2 separate regions of the Rattus norvegicus genome follow, and region 1 is linked to region 2. Evidence: chromatin contacts called from public Hi-C data. All regions are on one chromosome and are shown on one strand. The core of a region is the stretch at or near the end of the contact, and the rest is flanking DNA. Distances in the headings are between cores, read along the strand shown. Region 1 holds the start of Hes1 (hes family bHLH transcription factor 1). Region 2 holds the start of Gp5 (glycoprotein V (platelet)).

Region 1 (2,817 bases), core at 53-2,552, 260 kb before region 2:
ACACACACACAGGCACACACTCGCACGCACACACCCCACACGCAGCGCGCGCCAATGAGCCCGGGCCAGGCGCAGGGGGCGGGGTTTTCCCAGGCTCGAGCACAGCAGCTGCTATTTACCTTCTTGGCTTCTCCCGGGGACTAGAGGCGGCCCCCGCTCCCGGCCGCCCGCCGCCGGCCTCCGCCTCCCTGCCCCCGGGGCGCGCGCACACACACTCACACACGCACGCACACACACATCCTCTGGGCCCCGGCCGCAGCCGCGGCGGCAATAAAACATCCTGGCACGTGCTCCGACTCCAGGCGCGCCCTCGCCGGCCGGCTGATGTCAAACTGCAGCTCGGCTGGTGGAGCTCTTAAAGGGCTCGCGCGCCGGGCGCCGAGGCCGCCTTGGCCGCCCGCGGGGTGAGGAGAGAGGACCAACTCCCTTGTCTCCGGTCTCTCCCCACTGCCAACTGAGAGCCTGAAGAGGTAGAGAGTGGCAGAGGAGCGAGCGCGCCCCTCCTGTGGCATTGCTATCAAAGCCCCCTTGTTCATTTTTTTCATTTGAAATTCCATTTCCTTTCTGCCCAGTAGGAAATTATTCTGATTGTTTCCTGGAGAAGCGTGAGGTCTAAAACTGCAATTCCAGGAGAGGAATGAACGGGCTGGATAGGAGACAGGCACCCAAAAGGCACCTTGCTCCTCCGAAAACCCTGCCTGTGAAGGCATTTGGGGGGAGGATAAGGGAGTATTTGGGTTTTTTTGGGGGGTGGTATTGACCCTCCGCCCCACATGAGCAGTTTTCACTCCACTAAACATACAGAGTTCGAACAGAATTCATGAAGACAGAAATTTAATCACTTAATTTTGGCCTATATCTTTTCAAAATATTTTTCAAACGAACTTATTATATAAAGTAGCTATATTGCTTGTAGGAAGAAAAACAAAAACCAAAGATGTGGCCACAAAAGAAATAGACCAGACTAAAACCAAGACGGGGGAAAAAAAATCCTCTAAAGCAAAGCCCAGAGGAGTTAGCAAAGGGTTAAAATCCTTTTGATTGACGTTGTAGCCTCCGGTGCCCTGGGCTCAGGCGCGCGCCATTGGCCGCCAGACCTTGTGCCTGGCGGCCAATGGGGGGGCGCAGTCCACGAGCGGTGCCGCGTGTCTCTTCCTCCCATTGGCTGAAAGTTACTGTGGGAAAGAAAGTTTGGGAAGTTTCACACGAGCCGTTCGCGTGCAGTCCCAGATATATATAGAGGCCGCCAGGGCCTGCGGATCACACTGGATCTGGAGCTGGTGCTGATAACAGCGGAATCCCCCGTCTACCTCTCTCCTTGGTCCTGGAATAGCGCTACCGATCACAAAGTAGCCCTAAGACATAATAAACCCTCAACTGCTCCGTAGTTTTTCTTATGAAAGCCAAGTAAAGGGGACGTAAGCAAAAAAATATTTTTTTTGCGTGAAGGATTCCAAAAATAAAATTCTCTGGGGATTGAGAAGAAAGAAAAAAAGGAAAATGCCAGCTGATATAATGGAGAAAAATTCCTCGTCCCCGGTGGCTGCTACCCCAGCCAGTGTCAACACGACACCGGACAAACCAAAGACAGCCTCTGAGCACAGAAAGGTAAGACAGTACCTGCATCTCTCTAATGGCCCTAGAAATTAAATGGGGTGCGCGCAATGGGGTTCCTTTTACTTTTCTCTTAAAATCTCGGGGTGAAATGGCAGATCCCGTGGGAACTCAGGACCTCTTTTCCCCCCTTTGCAGTCATCAAAGCCTATCATGGAGAAGAGGCGCCGGGCAAGAATAAATGAAAGTTTGAGCCAACTGAAAACACTGATTTTGGATGCACTTAAGAAAGATGTAAGTGAGCAATGCATTTTTTTAAATGAAATTACGAATGTAATGGCATTTCCCAGGCACAAAGAGCTAAACTCTTTGCCTGCTGTGTGTGGATCTTACCCCACCAGCACTGCGTTCCCACAGGCGGGAGAGAGGCCGCAAGACCCTGGGATGTGGGACATGCGGATGGGGAGCTTCAGAACTCGGAGGCAGCTGACAAGGGGGGTCTCACTTTCATCCCTTGTTTCCCCTGCGCAGAGCTCCCGGCATTCCAAGCTGGAGAAGGCAGACATTCTGGAAATGACAGTGAAGCACCTCCGGAACCTGCAGCGGGCGCAGATGACCGGTGAGGACCGCGCGTGCGTCCCCTCTCTGCGGGTGTCCCTCTCGGCCCGCGCTGATTTCTTCCAGACTTCCGCCCGCGGTTGTGAGAGGCATTCAGCTACATTTTACTGCCTTGGCTCACTCCGCGTTCCCACGGTCTGGGTCTTATTTATAGCCACAACTCCCAAGTTGTTACTGCTCCGGAAATGGAGGGAGAGGTTGTAGCCGAGAAGGGTGGTGGGCAGCTTGGCTGTTGTGGAAGCCGGTGAGGGCGAAAGGACGTAGGACTGAGGCAGTTTGAGGCTGGATAGAAGGTAGGGGTCAGTGGCTTAGCACCGGTCCAACCCCTGCCGCAGGAGGGGAAGTAGGGTTTGGAAGGCGCCTTGGGTGGCATTGCCCAAGGTCAGGTCCCGCGCGGGACTAGGGATAGCAGATCTGGAGCTGAGATCGGTTTAGATGGAGGGAGTGTCCTGGCTTCTGTACCCAACCTAGGGAGAAGGAGCTGGCTGTTCTTAGCCTACCCCACCCTCCCAACCCCAGGTGGTTCCGGAGGCGCGCGGCGGGGACCTCCCAGGGCCGGAGGCTGTGGCTCCGGGGCCAGGGCTGTTCGGTGACCCGTCTTTTCTCCTTCTGGCCTGCAGCCGCTCTCAGCACAGACCCGAGCGT
Region 2 (2,911 bases), core at 196-2,695:
CGCGATAAATCCAACACCTTCAGCTTTCCCAGGCTCGAGAAAAGGTTAGCAGGAAGAAAGGAGAGCTGATTCTGGTTCAAACAGAGATCCCGCAGGTTAAGCAGTTTCTGAAACAGGTTTTGGTCAAGGTCCCTTAGTGCATTGTGGTCCAAGAACAGCTGTTCCAAAAGCACCATCTTATCCAGGATCGCACGTGGAAGATGAGAGATTTTGTTGCGCGTCAACCTGAGGGTTTTTAGTTTTACCAGGTCATTGAAGGTGCCGGGGTCGATGGCAGAAATGTGGCTATCTGAGAGCATCAGGCGCTGAAGGACCGTCATGCCGCTGAAGCTGTGGCTCTGCAATACTCCCCGGTCCATTCTGAAGAGCAGGATGTGTGTGAGGTTCGTGGGCAGACCTAGCTCAGCGATGTGAGCCACGCTGCCGCCGGAGCATTGCACGGCATCGCGGACCACACACTTGCAGGTTTTGGGGCAGGGGAAGGGTTGGGCGCCTACTAGTGAGAGCACCGCGGACAGTAGGACGCTCCTTAGCATGTCTGAAAGGCAAGAGCATGACATAAGGCTCAGAGCAGATCTTGCAGCCCTGCACCTGCCGCAAGCACAGTTCTTGGACCAGCACTCTCGCTGCCTTGGGATGTCCAGATACAACCAAGTCTCCTTCTGTTCTTACAAAGGCGGATTAAAAAATATTCTATTCAGCTTATGTGGGTGCTGGAAGTCTAGATCAGACTTCTGGGTACACATTCTTAACCACTGAACCATCTCCCCAGTTTAGAGTATTGACATTTGGGCACTATGAACAATACCTTAAAATCGTGACAGAACGAATTAAAATTGTCACGGTCTTTTCTAGAGAATAGAAAGCAGTGCCTCTGGGACTGGCTGTGCCACTGACTTTAACAACTTAAGCAGGGAAACTTTATCCCCAATAGTCAGCAAGGGAACAGCAAGGCCCACTTCCACTAGATTCAGTTTCTTACAATCATATTTTCAAAGTACTAACATCCCACAACACATTACACCCTTCTGTAACCGCACCCCCATCCCTAAGCCCAATGGAGCCGGTACCCAATGATGCCCACTGTTCTATACCATGCTTCTCCAAACTTTGCACTGCTACAGTAACACAAGGACAGTAGGCTGGGCGCTCCAATGCACGTGAGGTTAAGGGTCACATAAATAGAATTTGAAGTCAGTCTCTCTGACTCACACATTTAAATAAGGAGCTACTGTTTCGCTTATAAGCCAAGCTGCTTAATAAAACTACTCTGGGCATTGAGTTGTCCAGGAAGCACAGAGTTCACTCAATGTTTCCCAAGTAAAAATGTGTACTGTTTCTTGTACCAGGTCTCCGTTTGCTCCTATACAGACTGAGCCTCTAATTGCATACTAATGTAAGAATATTTGGCCTTACCTGAAGCAGCTCTGCACCCTGGACTGACTGAAAGGCTCGCAGCTCTGTTTGTGACTCAGCACCTCACAGAGGAAGAGAGAGTATTCTTGCATCCTGAGGATAAAGACCTTAGCAGATAAAAAGTCAAGAAAAAGGCTATCTCCGTAAGGCACATTCTAGGTTTTAATGACAAAGAGCTTTCAGACTTTGAGAGCATGTTTGTCCTATTGTCAAAGCTAGAGGGTAGAAGACCTTAGTTTTCCCAGAAATGGTATGCTAATTCTCATTACATCGGTGACCCCAATAGGCATTTTTTTTGCATGCTATATTGCACTAATTCTCATTCTTGTGCATGAGTATGTGGGTGCACATGTGGCAGTGCCCCACTCATGGGTGTCAGAAACTTTAGGCATTTTTCACCTTCCTCCATGTAGGTTCCCCAAGGACTCCTACCATCAGTCTTAGGAGGTAATGCTCTTCACCTGATGAGCCATCTCCTTTGCCCAACATTTTCTCTCTTAAGGCTAAAGAATTCTCAAATGCCCGACCCCCACCCCCAATGGTCTAGCCATTGTCAAGCATGTTCTGTAATAGCATTGCCCAAGAGTTCATGTTCAGTTTAATGTCAAACTGCCTACTGCCGTGGTTGTACTGACACAGTGCCACATACCATTCGAGAACTCCTGGTCATCTCTGGTTGGTGCTTGGCACCCTTTCAATCTCGGGTCATTCATTGTTTCCATGAATGCCCATCCCTCACTTGGCACAGCTCAGGCCCAGCCTGAAGGGCAAAACAGCACACCAATCTATCAACCTATTGTCTCAATATGCCTTTTAATGTTGCATTTAATGACAAACTTGATGCTTTTCTTATAATGAAGAAGCTGTTCTTAAGCTTCTGAGAAACTCATGTTCTCCTTTTATGTGTATTTTTCTCTCCTTTAGACAACCTTGCTATGTATATGTAGCCCATGCTAGCTCCAAATATACAATCTTCTGGCTTTAGTATCCTAAACTTTGGGGATCACGAAGACTGCATCACAATGTCCAGCTGTGTTCATTTTCCCATATGCAACTATAATGTAGACATCCTTTATAAATGCTATTATCCATTGTCAAGTCATAGGTGTTTATCAAGTAAATCCCTCCAAGGCAAAATACCCACCAATTCCTTTAAATGCTCCAAGGCTGTTTTCCTTAGCCTTAGATCTGCGGGGGATACAGATTCCTTTGTACGTACCTAAGAGGCAGTTGCTTTAAATGTGCTATCACTATTTTTTATTTTTAAGACAAAAGGTTATTCTTCACCTTTAAAGACAAAGATCTAGTTTGGGGAGATAGCTAGATAAGCAAAATGCTTGCCTCGCAAGCATTAAGACATTTAATCTCTGGAATTCACAGGAGACAAATGTGTCCCTGGACCTTACTTCAAAGTCTTGACTGGCTCTAGTTCTCACCAAGCAGCAACTCTAGACCCCAAACTGCCACCCTCCTTGCAGTGTGCACCAGTCAGCTA

Evidence for each region. Hi-C and Micro-C count contacts between places; a contact is called where the count stands out from the background.
Region 1: a contact with region 2 is called in a Hi-C map of frontal cortex, with 1.8 times the contacts expected there. The contact joins the promoter of Hes1 here to the promoter of Gp5 in region 2.

Annotation. Positions count from the first base shown.
Region 1 is chr11:84,211,530-84,214,346 of GRCr8, reverse strand. Hes1 (hes family bHLH transcription factor 1) reads left to right here and starts at 1,302. Exons shown (of 4, transcript NM_024360.4): 1 at 1,302-1,608; 2 at 1,753-1,848; 3 at 2,086-2,173; 4 at 2,793-2,817. The coding sequence starts at 1,501.
Region 2 is chr11:83,947,041-83,949,951 of GRCr8, reverse strand. Gp5 (glycoprotein V (platelet)) reads right to left here and starts at 1,445. Exons shown (of 2, transcript NM_012795.3): 1 at 1,417-1,445; 2 at 1-538. The coding sequence starts at 536.